Regions from separate parts of the Mus musculus genome. Here all the other regions are linked to region 5. Evidence: chromatin contacts called from public promoter capture Hi-C data. All regions are on one chromosome and are shown on one strand. Each heading gives the region's core, a stretch centred on a gene start, on an enhancer-like site or on the middle of the called end of the contact. The rest is flanking DNA. Distances are from core to core; before and after follow the strand shown. Region 1 holds the start of Zyg11b (zyg-ll family member B, cell cycle regulator). Region 2 holds the start of 4930407G08Rik (RIKEN cDNA 4930407G08 gene). Region 3 holds the start of 1700047F07Rik (a long non-coding RNA gene). Region 4 holds the start of Lrp8os2 (low density lipoprotein receptor-related protein 8, apolipoprotein e receptor, opposite strand 2). Region 5 holds the start of Dhcr24 (24-dehydrocholesterol reductase). Region 6 overlaps Prkaa2 (protein kinase, AMP-activated, alpha 2 catalytic subunit). Region 7 holds the start of Plpp3 (phospholipid phosphatase 3).

What was found. Promoter capture Hi-C pulls out the DNA fragments that hold promoters and counts their contacts.
Region 1: a contact with region 5 is called in a promoter capture Hi-C map of pre-B cells, with 2.6 times the contacts expected there. The contact joins the promoter of Zyg11b here to the promoter of Dhcr24 in region 5. A contact is called at or near these places in 2 of 39 promoter capture datasets (hippocampal neurons and pre-B cells).
Region 2: a promoter capture Hi-C map of pre-B cells shows a contact between it and region 5, with 2.5 times the contacts expected there. The contact joins the promoter of 4930407G08Rik here to the promoter of Dhcr24 in region 5. A contact is called at or near these places in 2 of 39 promoter capture datasets (hippocampal neurons and pre-B cells).
Region 3: a contact with region 5 is called in a promoter capture Hi-C map of stem cell-derived epiblast-like cells, with 2.3 times the contacts expected there. The contact joins the promoter of 1700047F07Rik here to the promoter of Dhcr24 in region 5. A contact is called at or near these places in 4 of 39 promoter capture datasets (cranial neural crest, embryonic stem cells, second pharyngeal arch cranial neural crest and 1 more), 1 of 115 datasets of contacts at active chromatin or transcription factors (embryonic forebrain) and 2 of 9 other capture datasets (adipose tissue and liver).
Region 4: a contact with region 5 is called in a promoter capture Hi-C map of stem cell-derived epiblast-like cells, with 4 times the contacts expected there. The contact joins the promoter of Lrp8os2 here to the promoter of Dhcr24 in region 5. A contact is called at or near these places in 3 of 39 promoter capture datasets (hippocampal neurons, pre-B cells and stem cell-derived epiblast-like cells) and 1 of 115 datasets of contacts at active chromatin or transcription factors (pancreatic cancer cells).
Region 6: a contact with region 5 is called in a promoter capture Hi-C map of liver, with 3 times the contacts expected there. The contact joins the enhancer-like site here to the promoter of Dhcr24 in region 5. A contact is called at or near these places in 5 of 39 promoter capture datasets (the 3T3-L1 cell line, hippocampal neurons, liver and 1 more) and 1 of 115 datasets of contacts at active chromatin or transcription factors (large pre-B cells).
Region 7: a promoter capture Hi-C map of stem cell-derived epiblast-like cells shows a contact between it and region 5, with 6 times the contacts expected there. The contact joins the promoter of Plpp3 here to the promoter of Dhcr24 in region 5. A contact is called at or near these places in 4 of 39 promoter capture datasets (the 3T3-L1 cell line, the C10 cell line, pre-B cells and 1 more).

The regions. Positions count from the first base shown.
Region 1 is chr4:108,299,500-108,303,083 of GRCm38.p6, forward strand. It overlaps Zyg11b (zyg-ll family member B, cell cycle regulator), which reads right to left and starts at 1,591. Exons shown (of 14, transcript NM_001033634.3): 1 at 1,392-1,591. The coding sequence starts at 1,421.
Region 2 is chr4:107,951,265-107,955,277 of GRCm38.p6, forward strand. It overlaps 4930407G08Rik (RIKEN cDNA 4930407G08 gene), which reads left to right and starts at 2,668. Exons shown (of 3, transcript NR_131071.1): 1 at 2,668-2,707.
Region 3 is chr4:107,688,238-107,691,917 of GRCm38.p6, forward strand. It overlaps 1700047F07Rik (a long non-coding RNA gene), which reads left to right and starts at 1,363. Exons shown (of 4, transcript XR_867984.2): 1 at 1,363-1,501. It also overlaps a transcript of Dmrtb1 not described here and the pseudogene Gm12899.
Region 4 is chr4:107,820,863-107,824,646 of GRCm38.p6, forward strand. Lrp8os2 (low density lipoprotein receptor-related protein 8, apolipoprotein e receptor, opposite strand 2) reads right to left here and starts at 2,160. Exons shown (of 2, transcript NR_151515.1): 1 at 2,072-2,160. All of the region lies in intron 2 of Lrp8 (low density lipoprotein receptor-related protein 8, apolipoprotein e receptor), which reads left to right.
Region 5 is chr4:106,558,843-106,562,467 of GRCm38.p6, forward strand. Dhcr24 (24-dehydrocholesterol reductase) reads left to right here and starts at 2,196. Exons shown (of 9, transcript NM_053272.2): 1 at 2,196-2,555. The coding sequence starts at 2,325.
Region 6 is chr4:105,087,288-105,091,322 of GRCm38.p6, forward strand. The region is part of intron 1 of Prkaa2 (protein kinase, AMP-activated, alpha 2 catalytic subunit); the gene reads right to left. Among named protein-coding and RNA genes, the nearest start is that of Gm36893, 21 kb to the right of the region's middle. Within about 2 kb of position 2,359, at least 11 of the 459 cell types and tissues checked have an H3K27ac peak or open chromatin away from gene starts, as enhancers often do. A contact at or near this core is called in liver, where this site is marked.
Region 7 is chr4:105,155,898-105,159,745 of GRCm38.p6, forward strand. It overlaps Plpp3 (phospholipid phosphatase 3), which reads left to right and starts at 1,450. Exons shown (of 6, transcript NM_080555.2): 1 at 1,450-2,066. The coding sequence starts at 1,928. It overlaps Gm29838 (a long non-coding RNA gene), which reads right to left and starts at 774. Exons shown (of 2, transcript XR_376486.3): 1 at 1-774.

The sequences.
Region 1 (3,584 bases), core at 341-2,840, 1.7 Mb after region 5:
ACCTGGGCACTGGGAACTCAGGGAATTAAGTAAGGCCCAGTTGTTTCCAGACTCTGACTCTCCTTGGGAAGGAACAGAACAGCACACAGTAACAGTGGAACAAGTGAGAGGCAGTCACTGGGAAAAGACAATGGAGGATCAGCAGAGTCAGGGAGCGAGGGAGTGTTTCCCGGTTAAACACCAGACGGTAGGTTACCTTCCTAAAAGTCAGATGGAGGGAAATACAACCTAGGAACTTATGATTATCAACAAGTCTTTTTGACTAGAATGTATTATTTCCTCCCAGAGATCAACATTTATTTTGTATAGGATAGAACAATGCTTTCAATATATACACAGCAAAACGCGGATAACACTTAAAAATGGGACTGTAGTCACAGCCATTTTGAAGCAGAGGAAAATTTGCAAAGAAAGGGTTTCTCCAAGAAAGGACAGAAAGGACAGGACAAATACAACCTTTCGGAGGAAGGTATTCGAAAGACTGTCACAATCTGACTGCCAGGCTGATATTCAGACCTCAAATGCCCTTGGTCTCTGCCTCCTAACAAAAACAAATCATGTGCTCTGAGCAACAACTGTCAAGCCTGCAAATTACAAAAGATTTTTAATTTCCCTAACGGTAACTCCACATGAAAACACATTCAAAATAAAAATGTAACAACCCTTTTTGGCTATTTCTGTCAAAAGGCCTGATAATCACATAAGGCTACAGGATGTACTCTGTAACACACCCCACTCAGGTTTTTGCAATGACACTAAGTAGTAAAGCTTCCAGACTATTCTTCCATACCGCCAATCTCCCCTCACTTCCCCACTCCAAAACAGAACGGAGAAAGAAAGGTTACTAATCTGTATGTACCCGCCCAACAGCTCCCGGGTAGCAATTGCCTTCCAATTGCTCCTGCTTAGCCCTCTGAAACCTGCACAAGGAAATGGGGACAGATGTGTGAGCCGGCGACGGAGGACATCCGACAAGGGGCAGAGGAAATGCGGATGGTCGAGGACCAAGGGGAAGAGGGGGCGCCGGAGATAAAATGGTGAAGAGGGTCGAGGAGGGAAAGGAAGCAAAGTGTGGGAAGGAAAAGTGGGGGGTGGGGGTGACTAACGACCATAGAGGAGAAAGGTTAAAATGGTTGAGGAGAAAGGGGAGGGTTAAAGACAGGGAAGGGGGGACGAGGAGAATGCGAAGGAGGCTGTCACCGGGGGACAAAAGGGTGTCACCGGAAAGAAGGGGGATTAAGGGATGTCTCCCAAAGAGGTTTGCTCCTACTGGTGGATGGGGAACGCGAGCCGGAGGAGACAGAGGGAGGGTGCAGGAAGAAGGGTGAGACGGCTGCCCGGCGTCCTCGGGCCACCCTGCGGGGGGTGGGGGGCAGGCCGCGCTAGCTCACCATGGCTGCGTGGGCCTGGTCCTCCGGCATGCAGCCTCGGTCCTGCGTGCGGTGGCAGGCGGAGCCCGAGCCCGCCGCTAAGATCAGCCGGCTCGGGGGCTCCAGGAGGCTCGGGTCAGGCAGCGGCTCCGGGCTGGGCCCAGGCCTCGGCCTCGCTCTTCTGAACTACAGCAGCCGCTGCCGCAACCTGACCGAAACACAGACTCCGCCTCGCTCGCCGCGCCTGCTGCGCCCCGCCCCCCCGCACGAGGTCCCGCCCCTCTCCCTGAGCCTACCGCGCCCTGCCCCTTAGAAGTCCCGCCCCTCTCTCCCTTGCATGTCTCGCCCCGCCCCAAAGTGGTCCCGCCCCCTGAAGACCCCGCCCCGTCCCGGCGTAGACTCCATTCTCAAACGCCAGCCCTTAAAGGGGCCAACGCCCTCTGACGAGGCTGTAGTCTTTCCGTTTGGAAGAGCTTTAAATCTTACCTCCAGAAGACTGCAGCGCTTACCCTCATTCTTCAAAACTTAACTTCTGATTCATAGTCATTAATTTTTTTTTTTAGTCATTAATTTTTGTTGTCAACGTTCTTAGTGATTTTAGCATTCTGTTACATGATGTTGTTTTGCTGTTGTTTTCGTTTTGTTTTGTGAGAAAGAGTCCCTCCACATAGCATATGTTAGGCAAGTATTCTGCCTGCTACTGCGTCACATCCTCGGGCCCCACAATCTCAATTTTGACTATGGAGCTTTCCCTCTTTAACCTGCTTTTCTTTTTTCTTTTTAAAGATTTATTTATTATTATATCCAAGTACACTGTAGCTGTCTTCAGACAGCACAGAATAGGGCATCAGATCTCATTACAGATGGTTGTGAGCCACCATGTGGTTGCTGGGATTTGAACTCAGGAAGAGGGGTCAGTGCTCTTAACCGATGAGCCATCTCTTGGCTGCCTTCTTTTGATCTTATGTAAATGGTGTTTAGCTATGCTATATTTTTCCACCCTCTAGGTAGCTACTTCAAGTCCCTCTTCTCAGGCCTCCGATATTTCCTTCTTCATGCTCATTTAACTAATCATTTTTGCCTTCAAATCACTGACAAAGTAAATGGACAAAACAGAACATCTATATAAGTTTCCATCACTGACAGTGACTTCCAGACTACCTATAACTCCACTTGTATACTTTTTCCTTTCTGTAGCCCAGGCTAGCCTTCACTATGTAGTCCAGGTATGCTTCAACTCTCCATTTCTCTGCTGTGGTGGTTTGAATAGGTATGGCCCCCATAGACTCCTGTGTTTGAATGCCTGGCCCATGGTGGTTGGTGATACTAGGAAGAGTAGCCTTGTTAGAGGAAGTGTGTCACTGTTTCTCCAGAGCGCACACTTCTGGAGACCTAACCCCCTAGCCTCTTGCCACTGGACCATCTTCCATTTTAATCACTATCAAGTATACAGGTCAGGCAGGATTAAGTACTGGTGAAGCCATCGCCAAACAGGCACTCCAGAAGGCTGCCACTTGATTGTTTCCATCGTGTTTGTGGTAGTGGGAATTAACTACAAGGCTTTGCACATGCTGTGCAAGTGTTCTCCTCTTGGGCAACATCCTCAGTTGTTCAGACTCTGCCGCTCTTGCAAAACTGAATGTCTATCCCTATATTCTTTCTCACTGTCCCTTGGCAAGTACTGTGCTACCTTTTGTTGGAGGTTGCAGCAGTGCTGGGTATTAAGTTGATGACCTCACACACGCTATGCAAGCTCTCTACTACTGAGACACACCCAAAGCTAGCATAGTCCTGATTTTTAATCTCTGTGGATTTGATTACTCTAGTGATGGTTGTTTGGTGGGAGGCTGTGTATTGTGATGCTAAATTCTGTACTAATTCTCTCATTTACCAGCGTTTGTTGTGCAAACCTTGTTCCTTAACTTAAAGCTATTGGTTAAGTAAAAATGGTACAACCAATTACTGGAGGGATTAGAGGTAGGCAAGTTTTGAGTTACCTGGCTGATTGATGTTTGCAGAGAGAGAGAGAGAGAGAGAGAGAGAGAGAGAGAGAGAGAGAGAGAGAGAGAGAGGAGAAGAATGAGAGGGAAGAGACAGACAGAGAGAGACAGAGAGAGAGACATAGAGAGAGAGAGAGAAGGAGGAGGAGGAGGAGGAAGAAAAGGAGAAGGAAGAAGGGGGGTGCTGGAGAGATGGCTCAGTGGTTAGGAACAC
Region 2 (4,013 bases), core at 1,418-3,917, 1.4 Mb after region 5:
CAAGCATCTGGACACGTGAGTCTATGGGGGCCATGTCTATTCAAACCACCACACCATTCCCTCTTTCCTCCTCCTCCTCCTCCTCCTCCTCCTCTTCCTCCTCCTCCTCCTCCTCCTCCTCCTCCTCCTCCTCCTCCTCCTCCTCTTCTTCTTCTTCTTCTTCTTCTTCTTCTTCTTCTTCTTCTTCTTCTTCTTCTTCTTCTTCCTCAAAGATTTATTTATTATATGTAAGTACACTGTAGCTGTCTTCAGACACTCCAGAAGAGGGTGTCAGATCTTGTTAGGGGTGGTTGTGAGCCACCATGTGGTTGCTGGGATTCAAACTCAGGACCTTCGGAAGAGCAGTCAGTGCTCTTAACCGCTGAGCCATTTTTCCAGCTCCCCATTCCCACTTCTTGAGCTATGACTGCCTTCAGTGCCATCTGCCTTTTTCTGTAAGGAAGCTTTCTTCTGCCCCACCAGCACAGATTGTCCCTTTAGCCAATAACTTGCACACAATGTTTCCTAGTTAATTTAAAATTTTTTAACTTATTTATTTTATGTATATGGGTGTTTTGTCTGCAAATGTATGAGTACCCTGTGTGATATACGTCCTGTGTGATAAACCACCTAGTACCCCCAGAGGTCAGAAGAGGATGTTGGCTGAGACTGGAGTGACAGATAGTTGTGAGCTGCCATGTGGGTGCTGGGACTTGAGCCTGGATCTTCTGGAAGAGCAGACAGTGCTCTTAAGAAGGGAGTCATTTCTCCAGTTACCCAATAGCAGATTTTTATCATGTCTCAATCATCATTGAGAGCTTAAGTGAATCTAAAGTGGGAAGAGGCAAAGGTGGAAGGGGAGAACTGACTCCACAAAGTTGTCCTCTAGCCCCACACACAAAGAGTAATAATGAAAACATAATTTTTAAACTGATTAAAGGAAATAAACCTTCATTTAAAAAGACAATTGTTAATTATGCAAACTGATAAATAAATTACATGCAATTACAATTAAAATCATGGTATGGACAATTTTCTCCCTAAGATGGAGACTCATGTGTTTGAATGCTTGGTCCTATTAGTAGGTGCGGCCTTGTTGGTGTAGGTGTGATCTTGTTGGAAGAAATGCATCATGGAGGGGGTGGGCTTTGAGGTTTCCTATGCTCTGGCTACACCCAGTGTGGCATGAAGTCTCCTTTTTTCCCCTAAAACACGCCCCCCCAAATGTTTATTGAAGGTCAGTACAAAGGAGGAGGAAGCAGAGACAACAACAAACATAGGAGGAAACGAGCCTTAAAAACTGTCAAAAATGGGCTGCCTCCATATCTAGGTGTGTGAACTGCTCTTGCAGATCATCTGAGTTCTATTCCCAGCACCCACACACCGGGCAGCACCACAAACTGGGGGCCAAACATTCACACTATGAGCCTACAGGAGCCGTTCTCATTCAAACCACCACACCCATACACATAATTAAAAATAAAATCAATCTTTAAAAAATAAAATAATTATTAAGCTGAGCGTGGCGGTGTGTGGCTTTAATCCCAGCTTGCAGAAGGCAGAAGCAGGCAGATCTCTGATTTTGAAGCCAGACTGGTCTATAGAGTGAGTTCCAGGACAGCCAGGACTACACAGAAAAATCCTGTCTTGGAATATTAAAAAATTAATAATGATAGTAGTAATAATAATAATAAATGTGTTTAAATTTTAAAAATCTATTTATTTGTATGTGTACAGGTATTTTGCCTACATGAATATCTGTGTACCACATGAATGCTTTGTGCCTATGGAGACCAAAAGAGGGCACCAGATCCTCTGGAACTGGAGCTACAGAGAATTGTGAACCTTTAGGAATTAAACCTGGGTCTTCTGGAAAGGCACTGAGTTCTCATAACCACTGAACCATCTCTCCAGTCCCTGTATGGGTGTTTCTCCTGCAGGAATTTCTGTGCAACACAAACATGCCTTGTGCCCATGGAAGCCCCCAAAGAGTTTCAGAGCCCCTGGAACTGGAGTTACAGTTGTGAGCCACCATGTAGGTGCCAGGAATTAATACAGTCCCTCGGGATGAGTAGCCAGGGCTCCTAACCCCTGAGTTGTCTTTCTATCCTCTAGAGAGACTGTCTTGGGTATTGTATGAATGCATCACCTGTCATAAAAGGCCTGTGGTTTAGGCAGGAAATAGAAGTGGGACATCTGGGAGAAGGATTCTGAGATAACCAGGTGTTGTGATTATAAAAAGATAAAATAATATTAAGATATGTTCTATGGGGGGTGGTGAGGTGTGAGGTAAGGGGGTGTCTCAGGGGGCCCATGCTGAGGCACCCCCCCCCAGCCACACCACGACAAAGACAGTGTAGTATAGAATACAGTTTATTCAGGGCATGGGGAGGGGAGTTAAGAGGGTAGAAGAGGCAGAGAAAGGCAGAGAGAGGAAGAGAGTAGAGAAGTAGAGGCCGGCCATGAGCACGTGGAGAGAGGAGGAAGGGAGGGGGAAGGGAAAAGCCCAAGATGGCAAGAGAGAAGCAAGAGGGAAGCAAGAGTAAGGGAGAGAGGAGGGGGCAAGCAGCCCCTTTTATAGTGGGCCAGGCCTACCTGGCTGTTGCCTGGTAACTGTGGGGAGGAGCATACCTGGCTGTTGCCAGGTAACTGTTGGGGTGGAGTTTAGACAGAATGCTAACACCAGGCAGGAGATTCTCTGGGAAGATGTGACAAGATGGGTACACAGGTAATCAGCCATGTGGCAGAATACAAGCTAGAATAAATGGGATATTTTAAGTTATATCTAATCAGAGAAGAGCCTAGCTAAATGGCCATGGTATTTGTAAATATATTTTGAGTCTGAGTCTTATTTCTGGGGACATGGGAATGAGAGGTAGAACCGGACCGACCATCAACAAAATGTTGCCCAACACGGGGTAGTTAGAACCTAAGCTTACAGCCTAAAAAGACCCAGGTAAAAAGCAGGAAATAGTCAGGCTAGCCGGACAAGAGATCTGGCCTCTAAAAACCAAAAAAAATAAAGAACAAGAACAGACCGAAGCCAAAGCTTCCCCGAACAACACAAGACGAATAGCTGGGAAAGAAAGTTCTTAGCCAAGAAGCAGGAACCCGCAGAGAGAGTACAGAAGGAGGCTTTTTAAAGAGGCCCCTACTAAATTTAAAAACAGAAAGTAGACGTTGGAGCTTCTCCCAAGGGCAAAACACTGCAGTGCCAGGTAGAGTGCGAGAAACCAGCTCTAGGTTGCATGCAGCGGATGCAGCCACAAACGGCAATACCTGGGGAGAATTCCTGGAAACCACAGCTATAGGATAAGCCACTTCAGGTTCTCCCAAGCTTGGCACAGCAGGTTGACCCTGTCCTGTCCTAAGGGAATTAACGCTCAATACTCATGGCGTGCAGAAATGCAACATTAAGTTTGCTGCTGCAGCCAGAATTGGACAGAAGGCCAAGACACCATTCCCTGTAAACAAAGGGTCAGGGGTGTGGCCAGGCACCGCACAACATCTGCGCTAAATAACAGCAGACACGGGAGACAGAGATGGGCAGATCTCTGTGAATTCTAGACCAGGCTGTTCTACACAATAAAAAAGTTCTTTGTATATAGAGACTGCTGAACTTAATCAGAATGATTCTGAATGGTTGGCATTGTTTATTCAGCTACAGTGATCAGAAATTAAGAAGCATCCATTGTATATAACACACATCAGAGCCCATACAGTTCTGCCAGGCCCTCTGGCACAAGGTAATAGTGAGATTGAGCAGCTATGGATAGGAAGTGTACTAGAGACTTCAGAATTTTATAAAGCACACACACACACACACACACACACACACACACCATGTTAACAGCAAAGGTTTAAAGAAAGAATTATCTATCACTTGACAACAAGCCATGGAAATTGTGAGGGAATGTCCTACTTGTTCTTTATATAACCAAACCCCATTACCTACAAGAAGTAACCCTAATTGTACCCAAAGAAATGAAATCTGGCAAGTGGATATGTTTCATTTTACGGAGTTTGGCGAACTA
Region 3 (3,680 bases), core at 113-2,612, 1.1 Mb after region 5:
TGACTCAAGCGTTATCAACTGATGGAAGGGCGGCAGGACTCAGCTAATTCCAAGCAGGGATGTGACCGAGCAGGCAGGATCCACTGACCACCAGCTGCACTGGGCAGCCTGAGCCAGAGGGGTGTTTGGCTAACCCAGCGGGTGTTAATGGCTTAGACAGAGCTGGAAGCACGGCTTTGTCTGGACTTGCCCTGGTCATCGCTAAGACAGAGTGAAAGTCCCGTTTACAAAGCCAAGCAGTGAGCAAAACAGACAGACGGGAGACAAGCAGTGAGCAGAACAGACAGACAGGAGACAAGGCTTTCATGCTGATGCCCACGACGGTTGCTCCTGGGAAAGGCAAGAACGGTCTTAAGAAATAACAGGAAAAAGCTGGTCCTGACCGTGGCCGTTGATGCTGCCTGCACATTGCTCTGGAAAGAGACAGGAGACAGAGTTGATTCAAACACTATGCAGTGCCCAGGACTACTTTTTAATTTTTAAAAAATGTGTGTGTGTGTATGTCTTTGTGTATGAACACGTGTGTGTGTGTGTGTGTGTGTGTGTGTGTGTGTGTGTGTGTGTGTAAGCTAATAGATACTGGATATCTTCCTCAATTACTAACCATCTTATTTTTTTTGAGACAGAGTCTCTCGATGAACCAGGAGCTAAGTGATTCAGCCAGACTAAATGGCCAGGAAGCAACAGGAATGAATATATATATATATATATATATATATATATATATATATATATATATGTATATATATATATATATATGTGTATTCCTGTTGAAGAATATTTGATCACATTGTGAACCCTGAGATTGTTATTTACTGAAAAAAAAATGTTTCTAGTTATGAAGTAGGTAGCCCTTAGCACACACCTTTAATCTCTCTGGCTGGAATACAGACACACCTTTAGCACACATCTTTAATCCCAAACAATGAAGGTCAGGTTAGTTTGTAGAAGGAAGCAGCCGTGTTTGAAAGTGATGTCTAATTGAGTGGCAGACAAAGTGGTGAACCAGAGAAAGGTATGAGAGAATAGGATACGCCCAACTCTCATGAGAAGAGAGAGGTAAGAGAAGCTGTTTAAGAGAGAGGAGTTTTAGAGAGAGAGGAAAGGAAGGAGGCAATTTTACTGGGGAGTTTTACAGAGACAGGCTGCAGAGAGAACAAGCTAGACATAGGTGAAGTCAGAATGAGCCATAGAATGAGAAGGAGCCAGAAGATTAGAACAGATTGCCTAAGTTAGTATGAGACCAAGCAAAGGAATTCAGGAGAGACAGAGATAGAGACAGGCAGAGAGAGAAACACACACACAGAGAAAACAGATTGAAACAGTCAAAGCTCAGGAAAAAAAAAAACCAACCTAGAAAGTGTGAGCTTATTCAGCAGCGAGTCTCAGAGGCTGAAAATATTCTAGACCTAGATAAGATTGTACAGAGGCTAGAAGCTTCCAGGACTAGCGTAGGTTAGCAGACAGAGGCAGCAAGCCTCGGAGACAACGATCACCTCAGGTGAGTAGAAGTTACTTTTATATCTTTCTCTTTGTCTCCTGAGCCCTGGTGTCACCGGCATGTGCCCTTGGTTTTACGCAGGTGCTGAGCATCTAAGCTCAGGTCTCTGTGTTTACATGGCAACCGCTTCACATGGCAACCGCTTCACTGAATGATCCACCTTCCCATCCCACCCCAGCAAGACTGTCCTGATGGAGAAGGTTGGATCCATTCCTTTCTGGAGATGCTGTGGGATCTGATTTCTTTTGCTTCAGCCATCCCAAAACCTTGTTTCCCACTGCAAGATCTGTGATAAAGTAATCTATGTGAGCATGGCAGCATCACACTGCGACTCCATGGGACATGTGAATGAATAGCACTCACTCTTAGTTTGCCAGAAGTGACAGGATGATTTTCTGTATAAAATAATTCCTGTTCACCAGAATAGATTGAAATGAAATTGTTTCTATTTGTCAAACTATAGAAATTTGAAGAATTCTTGTTCCTGTTTAAAAACATAAAAAAAAAATTTTTTTTTCTTAAAGTTCCCTACATCAAAGATTGGGATGTTTTGAATGGGTTTTTCAAGAGAGGAAATACTTGTTATAATAATAAACCAAAGTACTTAACAGAAAATTGTTAGTTATCCTGACAAAAAAATAAAGATTTTAAGAGTCTTTTGAATATCATAGTCTCAATAAGGGTTTTCAAATTTTCTGGGTGAAATTCTAGGTGCAGTGGGTGCTTGTCTAGTACATGTGAGATCCTAGGCCTAGTTCCCAGCACCAGAAAGGAGAAGACATGTTATATATACTTTATTTATAGTATTTTTATTGTGTTACATACATATTAAAGTCATTGAGTTGTTTGTTGTGGCAGATGCATGAGGGTTGCTGCAAGTCTGAGGCCAGCCTAGTCTACAGAGGCCAGCCTAATCTACATAGCATGTTCCATGCTACCCAGACCCTGACTCAAACCCCCCCCACACACACACACATACACACACACACAAAGTCTGGAGCATAAATTGCATCATTCCACAGCTTAGCAATACCACAGACTGAAAGGCTAGACTTTGCATTATCAAATTTAAGTTTGAACATCAGGTACCGGTGGACCATCAGGCCTGAGGCAATGTTTATTCAGATTCTACATCTGACCACTCAAGCTCTCTTCATGTCCTCATTAATAATTGAAGAGAAATGCTAGTCAACGTGAGTTCTTTTTGAGTTAACATATTTTAGTCTTGTTAAATACAAAATGCTTCTGTGTTCACTTCACAGCTGGAAGGGCAAAAGATACCCATGGCAATAGGAATTTGCATAGTGCTTGGGAAATATTAATAAACAACTGTATATCTTTTAAATCAGTAGTCACATGACAAGGTGCAGAAAGCCTGGGGTGATAGAATAAACAAACCGCAGACGTTTATCCCCTTCCAACCTCCATTTGTGTAGGCAAATTTCAACAGTGCTGTATTTATTTTATTCTTGGAAATTCAGGCAATTTGAAAGCTTTGTGTTTTTAGGTTGAGAGCTGATTGCGTCTCAGGCTGCTGTCTTTTAAAAGATAAAACACATTTCTTAAAAAGACACTGGCGTGATATAAGAGAGAGAAACTGGATGTCAAAAAAGGATGGGTTCTTGAGAACAAGGTGGGCCTATACTTGACAATATTTGTTCTACTCTGATAGTTTTGTCTATTTTTGAAAAAAATTAACTTGCATATATTCATTGTACAAAGTGATGGGTTTTATTACAATATCTTCATACATGTATGTAATCTATTTAGTTCATATTCAGTCTAAATACTCTCTCATCCCACCCACCCCTTTTCTCCTTCCTGATACTCCTTATTACATATACTTTTTTTAATTATAATTTTTCTTTTGAGATTATAATATTTTCATCCTCTTTCTTTTTTTTTTTCTTTTTTTCTCCACACCCTTTCATATACCACACAGCCTTGCTTTCTTTCAAATTCATGGCCTCTTTTTCTTTGTTGTTGTTTAGATGTATGTGCACACACATGCATGCATGTGTGTGTCTCCGTGTGTCTGTGTGTCTCTGTGTGTGTGTGTGTGTGTGTAAATCTCTGTGTCTGTGTGTCTGTGTGCATCTGTATGTGTGTCTGTGTATTCTCAAATATATAAATACAACCTTCTTAGCCCATGTAATGTGTGTGTGTGTTTTCAGAGCTG
Region 4 (3,784 bases), core at 910-3,409, 1.3 Mb after region 5:
ATGGCCCTTGCCTGCTTCTTGGCAAGGTAAGGGGTGGGGCCCCTGTTAGGTGCATCCCCTCACCCTAAGTCCTGCTGCCTCCCTTGGCCTATGGCTGGGCCATGCCTGAGACATTTGGAACAAATCCAGGTCTTGGGTGCCTAGGATTTTTTTTTAATTAATTAGAGCATTAAATGGTAGCCCAATGGGAGAATCCCACCATCTGGCTGTCACAGGAGAGGCAGGCAAATCTCTGCATATTTGTCTGTAGTGTGTGAGCATCACAGGAAGCCACCTGTGCGTGTGTGGGTATGCAGCCCGTGTGCTGCAGTGTGTACACAGTGTGGCTTGGTGTGTGTGGGGCACACATGCGAGTATAAGCGGCTGAGTGTATCTCTGCGCATGCATGCTCATCTGCATGTGTGTGCACTGCCATGCCCGAGGACCTCCATGTCTATTTCAACATACTTCCCTGTGTGTGGTCTAGGTCCAGGCCTGGCTGGAGAGCAACATGAGACAGGCTGGGCTGTGTGCCCAGCGGCCTCTTGAGCCTTCCTGGCAGAGGTAGTGATCACAGACTGTCTGGGCAGAAGGCAAGATGGAGCTAGGTTTGGCAGGTATGCACTGGCATTGGGAAGGAGGCAGGAATCCTTGTGCTGTGTTTGACAGATGGGGAAACCCAGGCCGATCCAAGCACAGAGCCAGGATGGAGGGACAGGACTGGAGCCCAGTCTCTGGACTCCCTGTAGTGGTTTTATCTGTTCCCCCAGGCTATTGCCCTGTCCGGTAATTTATGCCTTAGGCATCTTTTATGCTGTTAGAGTTTCACGGTGGCTCAGAGAGGCTCTTGAAAGAGTACTCCTCTTTATTTCACAGGACTGACCAGGATCAAGCTCTGAATTCCCACTGTAGCCCCTTCCTTAGAGGAAGTACCCTGAGCTGCTGGAGAGCACTGGACCTAGTAGGTCTACTCATTCGTTGTGTGATGTAGGCCATCTTGTCCCTCTCTGAACTTCAGGAGAGCTGTAAGAACTAAGTAATGACTGGACAGGTTGCTCGTTAGAAGAGTGCTAACCTAGCATGCGCGAGGCCCAGGGTTCAATCCCTAGCACTGCATGATATCAGGCATGATAGCAAAAGTAGGAGGAGGGTCAGAAGTTCATGACCGTCCTTGGCTACACAGTGAGCTTAAGGCCAGCCTGAGCGACAGAGTGATCTACTACCCTGTCTCCAAAATAAATGGATAGATGATAGATAGATAGTGTCGTTCAGTTTTAGAGCATGCGTGAGGCCTTAGGTTCATTTCTCAGCACCAAGTCAAGCGAGGATCTATATGTAATAGGCTTTGTATACCTTAAGGAGCAGTGTGGTGGCCATCACTCCATGGTCAGGGCCAAGTCTCACATTCCTCATCTAAGAGTACATTATATATACCAGGCAAGTAGCCTGCATGAGGTCACATAGGGGCAGAGGCAGGATTTAAGCTCTGGGACCTCTAACCTGCTCCTGGCAGGAGGAAGACCACAGCAGGCAGTAGACGAGACTCTCCCAAACGTCCATGCCCAGAGGAACTGGCTACTTGGAGGGGAGTGAATTTGTTCTGTAGTGCAAGCAATGATTGCATGATAGGTGGCTTCACCTCCATGCAAGCCATAGAGGGGTGGTTTACTGGGGAGCAGGCTGGCTCAAGGCAGTTGGTATCTTTAGCTTGTATAAGGAGCGAGAGTTGTGAGATGTGGTCCAGAGGCCTGTGAGCAGGGAGGCTGCCCCCGCCGCTTCCCCTCCCCCCTCCCCCTCCCCCAGAAGTCTTCCCTAACTTCAGAGTTCACCAGTACCTGGCAGGTGCCTGGCACACAGTAAGCACCCCCCTTCTGCTCCTGATTCTCTTGGCTTCCAGCAGTACAGACCTGAGACTCTCCTACGAGTAGGATGAGTGAAACTGGTCCTTGTGTGAGTTAGGTCTGGTTCTTCCTCCCAGCCCCGTGCTCTCAGAAATAAGATCCAGACTCAAAGTATAAATTGGCCATATAGCTAGGCTCTTCTCTGACTAGATCATAACTGTAATAATCCATTCTGCCACATGGCTGCTTACCTGGGCTCAGGCACCAAGTGTCCCCCTCGTCACATCTTCCCCTGTGAATCTTCCCGTGCCTGGCTCTATCCCAGAATTCTTTCTGCCTCCCGGATGTCCCACCTTCTCTTCTACCCTTTCCTATAGGCCATAGGTTTTTAAATTGACAGGTGATGCATCCATGCAATACACCAGATGTTCTCTCTGCAGCCCCTCCCGTATGCTACACCTAGCACTGAAGGTGCCGTAGAGGGAAGGACAAGGGGAGGCCTAGCAGCCTCTGCACCCAGCCCTCCCTGAGTGAACCTGGGGATCCCTCTACCCTAAGCACTTGCCAAGCAGATCAGTGGCTGCACGTGGGCTTGCCTCTCCTCTCCCACCCCCGCTTTGGCATCGCTGTCTCCAAGGTAACGGGGAATTTTCCCTCCCTCTCATCATTAGGGTGCCAGGGCAAACAAACAGCCCTAATCCAGATGAGCCTTGGGCCACAATCACACTCTTCTGGGGTTTTCTTTTTATTTCTAGCGATTTTGAGAAGCTTGGAGTAATTGGTATTCCGCACAGGTTAACAGGGGCACTGCCTCCGCAGTATTATGCCTTAATTTTCTTTATCACATAGCAAGTTGGAATGAATCACCCCGCTCCTGCCTTTTTCCCACCGAAACCTATTACCAGCCTGTCTGCTGGTTAAAGTCATTTCGTGGCAGCGCTTGGCTTCTTGCCACTGCCCTGGGAATCTTTCTGACCAGAGCCAAAGAACAAGGAGGGTGAAGAATCCATTTGTACAAAGCGGGGGTCTCCCGTTGAGAACTTACTTCCCTCCCTGTTCAGAAGGGACAGCTTTCAGCCTCTTGCCTGCGCAGACTGGCCATATGTCAGCGGTGGGAACGGGATTCCTGGGCCTGCGGTGGGGGAGGGGTGGCCATGCCTACTGCTCCTGGCACCTGGGTTAGATCCCATGACGAGAGTTTCTGGGCTTCTGCAGCTTGCTTGTGAGAGTCTTTGATGGCCGAGTGTCCCACGTTCTGACCCAGAGGGCCTGAGCAGTCTAGCTTGGGGTTTTGAGACTCTAAAATGTTTATTTTGGAACATGGAGAGTTGAATCTGTGGTTCTGTGGCTCCTTTTTGATTCTGAGATAGATAGAAAGATAGATGGATGGATGGATAAATGGATGGATTATAGATACATACATACATACATACATACATACATACATGCATACTGTGCTTACACAGGGTCTATCATTGAATGTTAAATACATTTGGCTAGGCTGGCTGGCCAGTAAGCTCTTGGGTTCTATTGTCTTCCCTTACCCTCCTAGGGTTATACGTGGCTTGTTTTTTTAATATGTGTTCTAGGGGAGCAGAATCAGGCCGTTCTGCTTACGCAGCAGGCGCTTTATCAGCCGAGCCACCTCCCAGTGCTCTTGCCTGATCTCTTCAGCTGCTCTTAGTTCTGTCGTGTTGGGTCCTGTGAGGGAGGAATTGCTTTGCTAAGCTTACCTTAGAAATGTCACCTCAGGTTGGCCCCAGCTTCTCTGGCATCGTCTCTCCGTTCATAAAGTTGAGGACTGAGCCAGGTTGCCTCCAAGGCCCAAGTTCCAGGTTTGTCCTGCCTGCCTGTCGTGCCCTGCGTGGCCTGGTCTCTGTCTAGCACTTCATGGGACCTGAGCCACACATGTCTCCTGTCCATCTGAGCCCTCAGCCATTCCAGAAGGAAGGCTGCCCAGCCCT
Region 5 (3,625 bases), core at 946-3,445:
AGGTCCAGGGCAGGACACGGTCCGAACAGGCTCTCTCTGACAGCCTCTCTGGATTGTAGCTTCTAGGTACATAGCACGACACAAACCTGTCATTTTTAAGTTTCTAGAAACTACCTTTAAAACATGAAATCAGGGCTGGGGTGATGGTTTAGACATTGAAGTGTTTGCCACGAAAAGCGCGAGGACCTGAGTTCCGGTCCCAGCATCCACCTTAAAAGCCTGAGTTCCGGTCCCAGCATCCACCTTAAAAGCCAGGTGTTGGTGGCAGGAGAGAGCCCCGCAGTCAAGAAGCCTGTGGGTCCTAGGACCGTCATGGTGGCTCTCAGTTGTCTGTAACTCCCACTCTAGGGAATCCACTGCCCTCTTCCGAGCTTCACACGCTTCTGTATTCAAATGGCACACATGAACACACATAAGCATACACATACACACAAAAACTGTGAAAAATTATTTCCAAAGTTTGGTATGTCAGTGAACACCTGCAATAGCACTGGGAAGGAAATTTTAAAAAAAACGAAACAAACAAACAAACAAAAAAAGTGGATCCCTTAGGAATTACTGGCCTGCCAGTCTAGCAAGCTCCAGGTTCTTTGAAAGTCACTGTTTCAAAAAGGAGGGTGGACATTGAACTTTTGTATACACACATAAGCACACATGTCCTCCCTTGCACAAACAGGAGTGTTCGAGGTCACAGTTATGTCTACACATACACATATACATGCACACCAAGAAATAAAAATTTTACTATTAACCCAAGATAATGTAATCATTTTGACCAAAGTCAATATGAATATTATGAACATGTGTTTTACACTTAAAGGACATTTCAATTTGTGTAAGCTACTGACAGCTCTATCAGTAGCTGTCATAGCTGGGTAGGACGGTCGGTTCCAGTCTGGACTCCTCCCTTTGGAAGCTGAGGGTAAACAACCTCTCACTTTGAACTTTGATTTCTATTGGATATTTGAACTCCCACATACATTCTTCACTTATCCTTTGGTCAACAACGGTGTGCCTTACAATGCCCTAGTCATTATGCCACAAATTGGAAATTCAAAAGTGCTGTAATAACAAGGTGTTGTTTGCCCTAAAGCTCCATCTGTAGGAGGGAGAGACACATAAAGGGACAATTATATAAAAATGGAAAGAACTGTGAGCCTCTGAAAGAAGTACATAAACTTGGCTTTAGAAGTGGCACCTCGCGAATCTCTAGGCTGTGTAGTGCTTTACCTCGGTGATACAATGGGGAAAGAGCCTTCTAGGGACAGATTCACCGAAGGTGGAAGGTGGCGCTATAAAGGATGGCAGAATGGAGTGCCCGAGTCCGTGTCCGGACAAAGGTGGAAGGGGGGGGGGGGGGGGAAGGAAAGACACGTGAAGCAGACAAGGCCCTGGGAGGTTTGAAAAATCTTCAGAGCTTCCTCCTGTTCAGGGAAAGTGCAAATACCACCGGACTCAAGCTTCTGGCGAGGTCAGAGGTTGTTCCGCAGCCTGGCCTGGTTGCTCCGCAAGGCCGGGGCCATGTGCTGGGTTCTTACTCTTAATCTAGGGCTGCCATGCCGCCTTGAAGCTCTTTCTTCCTGTCTCCAAGCCTCCATCCACTTTGGGTTCAGCATGGAAGAATGCCATCAACGCCTCTGTGCTTTTTAAAATTACTCGACAGGTGGAATTCACCATCGCGTATTTTAAAATGGGGGTCCCAGCTACCCACGGCCCAGAACTGCTAAGGGGGGTAGTTCAAATGCATTTATGGTAAACGCCCTGAAAATTGAAAGGATTCCCCCTCCTGGCCATGTGCCTACAGAGTGTCATGACCTGCCCCGGTCAAGGCCAGAGGCTCTCCTGCCAGGGTTGCAGGGTGGTTGTCTGGAGCGCCTCCCACCCTGGGGAGGTAACCCAATGCACAACTGCTTGACGTGTGTCCACGGGAGGCACCACCCAAGGAGGAGATCAAGGGTGGTCCCGCTGCCTCCAGAGCGAGAGCCCTAAACCCCGCCAAGCCCGCCGCTTGCCGACCCTACCAGCGCCCCCAGCCCAGGTCAGCCCCTCCTCGCACGCCGACTAGAAGAGGGTGGAGCATCCCGGTTCCCGCAGCCAATGAACGCAGCGGCTCCCTGGTCCGATCCCCGGCGCGGCTCACCATTGGTCGCCGCCTGGGTCTCGGCCCACCGAACCTTGGCGACCCAAGCCAATCGCGAGGCGGCGGGCCCGACTTACAGGCTCCCGGGGCGGTGGCGGCAGGCGCTGAGCCGGCGGAGCGCGGAGCGGGCGAAGGAGACGGGCGGCGCGAGCCCGCACCCTTCCGCGCGGTGCGCCGCGACACCATGGAGCCCGCCGTGTCGCTGGCCGTGTGCGCGCTGCTCTTTCTGCTCTGGGTGCGAGTGAAGGGGTTGGAGTTCGTTCTCATCCACCAGCGCTGGGTGTTCGTGTGCCTCTTCTTGCTGCCGCTCTCGCTCATCTTCGATATCTACTACTACGTGCGCGCCTGGGTGGTGTTCAAGCTGAGCAGTGCGCCGCGCCTGCACGAGCAGCGCGTGCGGGACATCCAGAAACAGGTGAGCGGCGCGGGGCGCGGCTGTGCGCCGGGGTAGCGGTTCTCTGGGCGACGGGGGCGTGTGGGGCCGGAGGAATGGGCGTGGGAGTGGGGATCGCAAAGGACCTGGCGTGTGATGGGGGAAGGGACTGTCCAAGGATGAAACGGAAGCAGCAAAAGCACCGGGGCAACAAACAGAACCCTAACCCTAGGTTTATAAAGTGTCTGCTAGGTGCAGGGCATGCGCAGTGCCTAGAAAACGAGGGACCCTAAACCCTCGGGAAGTGCGCAACAGTCAGGTAACTCAGGCCCCCCACATTCCAAAGGAGGAATGGCCTCTGGAAGGTGGTTCTGGGAAATGGGGAGGGGGGAGATCCAAGTGGAGAGATTGGCTGAGCAGAAGTAGGAAGCTGAGGAGCACAGTCATGAGAGGAAAAAGGTTAGAAAGTCAGTTTGGAGAGGAGCCTTATGCAGGAAAGAGGTGAAAGTTTGTTTTGCGGTCCGAGGTGCTTCGGATCCTTTTACAATGGAGGTTTAAAGAGAGATTAAAAGGCAGGATCAGCCCCCAATTCCGTGTAATGTGCAGCAGATTCTGCATCCAGATGTAGTCGTCCCAGTAAGTAGATGAGGAGTTCATATAGGCCAGCCGGCACCAAGGCTAAGACTTCTCTTCACAGTGAAGCGTCTTCCCCCTCATCCAGGGTTAGCATGGGCTCCCTTTGCCCTCCTTATATTCCTCTCTAACTTGCATCAGGCTTCAGAGAGCGTCTGCTTCCTGCCGCTGCCCGCATGGCAACCACCCTCTTGTTCTATTTACTTCTTGCTGTATGCTGCAGACTGAGCACCACAGGCTTAGCCTGCAGGTGCCAGGCAGAGTGACCTCCAGACCAGAAGACCTTACCCAGGGAGAGGAGATGCAGAGGGTGCATCGATCAGAATCACTTTGCACCTCCACCCCCACCTGCACCATTTTCCTTGGGTCTGTCTGCAGGTTCTATTTGCCATTTATTTACCTGCTGGATGTCCTGTGAGCACCAGAAGACAGGACTGTTACCTGACGGCTCCCCTTGGGGCAAGAGTGTATTAGTGAGA
Region 6 (4,035 bases), core at 1,109-3,608, 1.5 Mb before region 5:
GTATACTATGAAGTTTAACACAGTAGTGATATCATAAACATAAGTGGATAAGACATAAAATACCCTGCCATTGAAATGTTATGGTAGTGCCATGGAATCACACTTGAATTCAAAATTGTCATAGACAGCTTCATAAATGGAAGCAAATGTGGTACTTTGGAAAACCACAGTAGAGGGATCCAAACAGTAGTCCTGGAACCACAAAACGAATGTTAATAACAACAACAAATCATATTCTGACAGCAAAGGTAGTGGTAAGAATTTTCTAGCAATAAGTGCTCATATAATATAAAAAAAGATTTAAAGTACACAGCCTAATCAGTTATCTTAAGACCCAGGAAAGGAAGAACAAACCAAACGGAAAAGGAGAAAGAACAAAAGTCAAAGTAGAAATAAACATAATAGAACAAATACAAAAGATAAACAAAACGGAAGTTTTGTCTTTTCAATTTTTTAATTTTATATACTTTATTACGGAAAATAACGAATAAATAACATTGGTTTTATAAAAAGATAAGTAAATTCAATACACCTCCAGTTAGACACTATCAAAAATGAGAAGATTCAAATAAAATTAGAGGTGAAAAAAATAAAAAACACCTAACAATCGGTACTACAACACTAACACAAATAACCTATATGCCAACAAAATGGAAAACCTACGTTGATCAAGGGCTTGATTTCTGAACACACATGATCTATCAAAATTAAACTATAAAAACATTTTTTTTAATAAAGACCAAACAAACCAATAAAAAAACTGACTATTTAACTATTGTAGCTAAAAACTAAATAAACCAACAGGACAGGGTGGCTTTATTATTGAATTTTACCAAACCTTTAATAAAGGGTAATTCTCTCCCCAAACTTTTCTAAAGAATCAAAGGGACTTAAAACCTTCCAAATTCATTGTATGAGTCCAACATTACCCTGATACCAAACACACACACACACACACACACACACACACACACGCTAAAGAACAGAAAATAAAATTTCCCAACAAAACCCAAAATATCCATTGAAGAGTGCCAATGACAGCCTTGGCTTGGAGAGGGGTTCAAGAGAAGGGGTGTTTGAGAGCTGCGAAACAAAACAAACCACTCAAAGTCGATTTCTGGATCAAGCTGAGGATGGCCCTTGTTCTGCACGAGATGGCTGCCTAGCAGGTCTGTGGATAGCTCTTGGTTCTGTAGGCTACTTGACACAGCTTTCTGCTTGAGACAGCTCTCTCTTGCTAGAAAAAAAAAAATTCTAAAAGTTCACTGGATTGCTCATAGTTTTTCCAACCAAACTCAGAAAAGCTGCTATAAAAAGTTCTTGGATTTTTTTTAGAAAAAAATCTAAAAGAACTGTGTTTGCTCTCCAAGCAACTGTGTAGATGCTAGGAGGGAAAAAAAATCTGAAAGAGCTGTGCTCACTCTTCAGAGATCTCCAGACAGCTCAGCTCTTGCTAGAAATTCTTCTAAGAATAAACAAAGAACAAAAAACTGCTATTGCTCTCTGCTGGCTCATCTCATACAGATCAAAAGCCCAATCTTTTATTTACATATCAATTCAGTCATTTACTCCAGGCTCCTTCTTTAGCATCCCTAGAATCAGCATTCCATGACCTAGCTCCTTGGTCTTAGAAAAAGGACAGCAAACGCACTTTTGTTTTAACACTGTAAAAGAATTCAGAGAACTTGCTGACTTTATAAACTTAGCTGGGTGGGATCCTGTCCTAAAATTACTATTCCTACCACGCCTAGGCCTGGACCTAAACTCCCTCTGTCCCAGGCTGACGTTAAATCTGCCAGTCTTTGAAAACATAAACAAACAAACAAACAAAAAATTAGCTAGGTGTGATCTTGCCCTGCGGGTCACCACTCCCTAAATCTCTTTATCTCCTTCCTTAATATCTTTCTGACAAGTTGGCTCATAGTGTTGCTGCCTCTGTTCCTTTACATCAGTGAAGTCCCTTATATAATTCATATTGCATTCTTATATTTTGCATAGTTGAGAAATTATAAATTTTTGAGCTCATGTTTTCAGAGTTCCTTCCCAAGGCTTTCCTGAAGGTCACAACATTCTACAATTTTGCTGAGACATTAGACACACCTGTTCATCTCCTGGACTTGTGCTGTCTCTGATTATCCTGGAGTCATGAACCTTGTCAGAGAGAACATTCCTCGAAGGAGAAATATGAAAATCTGGACAGTATTATACAAACAAGCTTGACGCCCACAGCAACCGTCAACACTCATGGAGGCCCATGCCCTGATGGCTATGTTCCAGGGGCAGGAACCATGTCATTCCATCCCTTACATGGCCACGCAGGACTCAGCAGAACAGCACATCAAAAAGGCACAAAGGTTATTCACACACACGCGTGCGCACACACACACACAATATCACTGTGATCAGTTGACTTATTTCAGGGATCCAAGAATGGCTCAATATTTTCAAATCCATAGACAAAGAGACAGTTCATCAGGTAAGGGCACTTGCCACTAAGCCTCTCTGAGTTTGATCCCAGGGCTCTAAGGTATAATGAAAGAACCAACTCTTGTGGGTTATCCTTTGACCTTCATATATGTGCAGTGTCATGCAATACCCCATATACCTTCGTGCACAAATAGACATGAACACAGTAAATAAATAAGTTCAAATTTGTTAATTAAGTGTATTAAAATTTTGATAAGGGCTAGCAGGATGGCTCAGTGGGTAAAGTTATTTGATGCTATGATCATTTTAAAAGATGCATTAAAAGGTATTTAATAATCTTGAACATCTCTTATGACTTAAGAAAAAAAAGAACTTACTGCTAACAAACTACAAAAACCAACTCTAAGTGGACCAAAGGCCTAAGTGCAAGACTTGAAACTATCGTTTCGATTGTCCATGTGCTTATGAATATGATCACAAAGAATGAGAACAAAAGCAAAAATAAACAAATGAAAACACTAAATGAAAGGCTTCTAGGAAGCAAAGAAATTAATCAGTAAAATGAAGGGACAAACTATAGAATCAGAGACAACATCTGCCACTCTCCATCTGGCAAAATATTTCTATCCGGAGTACATAAGAAATAACGTGTCCAGTTTAAAAGTGGGCAAATAACCTTAACAGGCACTTAATAAAAGGGATGTAAATAAGCAACAAACATGTGCAAAATGCTCAATACCAATAGCCTCTGAGGTATCCATTCTGTCTCTCTGCCGGAGTGTCTAAACACCTCGGCAGGCCAGCCAGAGAAGACAGAGCAAAGGCCCAAAATGCCACAGCCTGTGTTTCCCTTTGTGGTGTCAGACACCATTACACACCAGACCGGAAGTGGAATGTAGTCTGGAATGAATGCTGTAGTTCCCAGTCTTCTCTCTGGCTATCCAGGCACCTGGAGAGGAAATCAGGAATAGGGGTCTGAGGTCCATGTTTCCCCTCAGGGTGTCTTCAAGCCAGGCAGGAAGGGGAAGACAGCCTGAGCCGAGCAGGGTCTGAGTGGGAACAAGAGCCAAGTACAAGAACGATAGGAGAAGAGAAAAGCCTTATTTGGGAGTCTTAGCATTGAGAATCTTTAGGCCAAGGCCTTTGCTGTGGTGATCTCTAGTGAAACAGCTCACGGAGATGATCTTAGCTTCTTCATATTGCTTTACTGGGGGTGAATGTGGACACATACACCTTATTCAGGGCGAACCAGGGATTACATAACTCTTAGTGGAAGGGCATGTGAATATCCAGGAAGGGAAGGTCATTGGCTGAAGGGTAAGACTATCTAGATACCTCATTATCAGGGAGAAGAACTCCAGGTGCCTGTGGTCCTCTCAGTTGAGTATCATGGTTCCATGTTCCAGAGCAGGTACAGAGAAAGGCAGAGGCTCTACTCCTGCCATTCTCAAATCTCTGAGATTCCTGGGATGGGAGCCCACTCAGCCTCACCAGTTCTTATGCCTGTCTAGTGACACAGCCCACCTGCCCTACATGCCTCTAGGGAAATATAAACCAAACCCTAGTTAGAATGGCTTTTTTTTTTTAATACGAGGAATTCTATTACAC
Region 7 (3,848 bases), core at 200-2,699, 1.4 Mb before region 5:
AAACACTAGTCTGTATAGACTGATATAGAATACTAGATAGAATAATCTTTTTATAAAAACTAGAACCAGCTGCATCTAATTCCAGCTCTCGAGAGGCAGAGGCAGGCAGATCTATCTCTGTGAGTCTGAGGCCAGCCTGGTCTACATAGTGAGTTCTAAGACATATTAGGGCTAGAGAGAGAGAGAGAGACCCTGTCTCAAACAAACAAACAAACAACAATGCTAGAACCATTGAGCCATTTCCACCTCTGTATTATAAAGACCCTTGGAAGAAATGTGCATTTGTATGCTATGTACTGTGCTCCAAGCTTGATACTAAGGAAAATGTAAGGGAGGGTCCTGACCCTTCAAGTGTTGATTCTCTTGAAGGAAAAAAAAACAAAAAACAAAAAACCAGCTCATAAAAAAGTAATCAACTTTAAAAATCATATAAAACCATATAAAAAGTATTCAAAGGGAAACATCAGATTCCTTGAAAGTCAAGGCCAATAATGCTCAGGTATGCCGGAGGCCAGCTGGACTAGGAAAGAGGCGGGCAGGCTTGGCTTTGGTTACCCACGTTCAGAACTAGTAGTATTGGCTCAACTCACCGAGCTCCTCTGTTGTGCAAGCTTTGCTGCAGAAGCACATGAGAAAGAATCAATTATATCTCCACCATGACTGCCTGGGGAGAAATATTTTGGTGTCTGTAGTTTACTCGCGGGGAAATTAAGGCACAGAGACATAGGATTCTAGAACAGGGGGTCTGGCTCTGGAGTCTCTTTTTTTTTCGGGGGGGGGGGGGGTGGAGGGGAGGTTCGAGACAGGGTTTTTCTGTGTAGTCCTGGCTGTCCTGGAACTCACTCGGTAGACTAGGTTGACCTTGAACTCAGAAATCCGCCTGCCTCTGCCTCTCAAGTGCTGGGATTAAAGGAGTGCGCCACCACCGCCCAGCCCGGAGTCTTTTACACCGTAGGATCTTCGGAATCTAGCACAATTATCCGGTGCTGAGCGTTAAAAGCAAAACAACAACCAACCTAGCTTTCCTTGAAAATTGAATTTTTAGGATAATCCAATTCAAGGCTGAAATTTGTAAATAAATAAACAAGTAAATAAAGAAAGCATTTTAGTATTATAGACCTCCCACCGATCCTCTCCCCACCTCTAATCAAAGGCCAGCAAGAAAAAAAAATTTTATTTATATGTTTTTTTTCCTCCCCTTTTGTGATGCTTTGGAGTTTCTGAACGCTAGGGGCTCCCTGATTCTCTGGTTTGAGAACAACTTTTTCTTTTACGATTTTTTTTTTTTTTTTTTTTTTGGAAAAGGGGTGGGGGAAATGTGGCCTTAATTATCCTACGTTTTAGGCAGCTTAAGGAAGGGGCTGTGCTTTCTGAATCTTGTTGGAGCCAAGTAAGGAGGTCCTTCTCCTCCCCCCTCGCTTTTTAAAGGCGCTCGTGAAATATAAGCTCAGAAAACAAACCGAGCGATCACAGCGGCAGCCCGGGCGGCAGCAGCAGGAGGAGGAGGAGCAGGAGGAGGAGGCAGAGTTGGAGTTGGGCAGACGCTGAGGAGAGCTAGCTGCAGGACGCTGCGGAGTTGCAGGGCTCCGCGCTGCTCCATTCATTAAGTAGCTGCGGAGGATCGTGGCGGGACGCCGACGCTGCCCACTCGCAAACTCCAGCACGCAGACGCACGCCAGCCGGACGCGTCCGGGGCAGCACAGTTCTGCAAAAGTTCCTGCTCGGGATTTGGCTCTCTTCCCCTTGGACTAGCGAACAGTTTGGGGTTGAGAGGAAAGCAGAGGCGCCCAGAGGGGAAACCTACCCGCGTCTGCAGTTGGAACTACTCCGCCGGGCTGCACTCTCGCCGCCGCGTCCCGAGCCCGCATACCCGCTCCTGAGCAGCGGCGGCCCGCATCGCCCCGGGAGGCTCCCCGCAGCCAGCGCCATGCAAAGCTACAAGTACGACAAGGCGATCGTCCCTGAGAGTAAGAACGGCGGCAGCCCGGCGCTCAACAACAACCCGAGGAAGGGCGGCAGCAAGCGGGTGCTGCTCATCTGCCTGGACCTCTTCTGCCTCTTCATGGGTGAGCGCAGTCCCACGGGTCCCACCCAACCCCTTCCGGGCCCCGGGCCCCGCTGCGCTGTCAGCCCCCAGGGTCCCGCAGCCATCTCCCCCACCCCCGGGCGCCGTGCTGGCCGCGAGCTCCCCGCCCTCCCGGACCCCCAATCCCCGGCCTGCGAATTCAAGTTGGGGCGTGCTTGTGCTTTCGCGGCAGCTGGAACCACCTCCTTAGGGGTGATCTCCAGCTGGGAGTCCGGCCCAGCACCTCGGAAGGTGTGAGCTCGAGCTCCAAGATATGGAGGAAACCTGTGGCTCTCTGCTCTGTATCCGAGTCAGATGCGAGTGAGACCCATCTCGGTCTCCGAGCAAGGCAGGCTCCTGCCGGAGTGGCGCTGCTCGTCCCGGCTGCATGTAAACATCCACCCCTTCCGTCGCGCTGCCTTGCAGGGCCAGTCGCGCTAGCCGGCCTTGTCACTCGCTACTCGCTTGGCTGAAAGCCCCAGAGGGTGGAACGCGGCTCTACCGGGCCAGGTGCTGGGCAGCGAGGAGCACATCACTTGTTGAGCGCCTACTGTGTGCCAGTTGATAGGCCGCTTCCCGGGCATCAGCTTTAAACTAGCTCACTCCCTGACTTGTGCCGGGAGGCCACTGAAAGAAAGGCTGCCTGCCACAGTCTTGCTTGGGGGCCACAGTGGAGCTACACTCCCTCAAAGTTGAGGCGCTAGCTCAACTATTAGAACAGATGCAAGTTTCAGCTGAAAGAGCGGTGGGAGGCTCAGGAATTGAAGTGGGAGAAAAAGGATTTATTAAACGGGGGGGGGGGGGGAGCAATTGACATACATCCAGGGTTGAAGTAAAAAAATAGGACTTTTTCCTTTAAAGCGACTTTTGATGTAAATGTGTGGAAAACTTGTCACCAAAGCATTGCCCCTCTGCCACCAGCTGGGTGTGCCACCTAAGTACCCCCTTGGCCTCAGTATCCTCCTCAGTTGAATGAGTGGATTCAAGTAGATGGTCTGTGAGGCCCCTTCCTGCATTAAGAACTCGGATGCCGTCCAGGAGCCGCTCTGCCAACACGGCTAACGGAAGAAACATCTGTGTTCCCAGTTAAGTTCCCCCAAAATAGAAAGAACTCCTGCACGGAGGCTTCATCCTTTTGGAAGGGGGTTAGCCGGGGCAGGCTGTGGCGACCTGGCTTAACTTCCTTCATTGAAGACTCTTAGGCAGTGGCCTCTTGTTCTTGCCGGACTACCTTCCTTAGAATTCTGTGAGACGATGGGTTTCTTAGAATTTAAAATTAAGAATGGCCCTCTTGTGATAGGGACAGTTGGAGGGAAGATTACGGGCTGTGAAAGGCCAGGGGGCTTACAGTAGTAGTTATGGAGATCCAATTCTCTGCTCAGATCCCAGGCGCTCAACCTTAGGATGCTATTCAGAGGACTTGTCACTGGGGGGCCTGCCTTCCTGGTGGCGGCAGGCTTATTATCATGCGTAGTGAGCCAGATGACTTAAGGTCTTATAATCAAGTTGTTGAATTTTTAAAAGACCCTTCCAGGTCCTGGGGTGAGGAGGAGGATGAGACCACTAAATACTTAGAAGCATAGAAGCTGGGTGCAGCAGCTACCTGGGCTGAGGCCTCCCAGGGTTTGAGTGTCTCCTTGGTGGGTGGGATCAGCACTTTCTCTGGTACCTGTGCTGGCAAGCCCCCTGCCTCCTGCTTTATCCTTAGGAAAGCAAGAGCTGGATTTCCGACGACAGCCTTCGCACCCATTGCTCTCCCTTCTAGACATTCTTCTGATGGTGG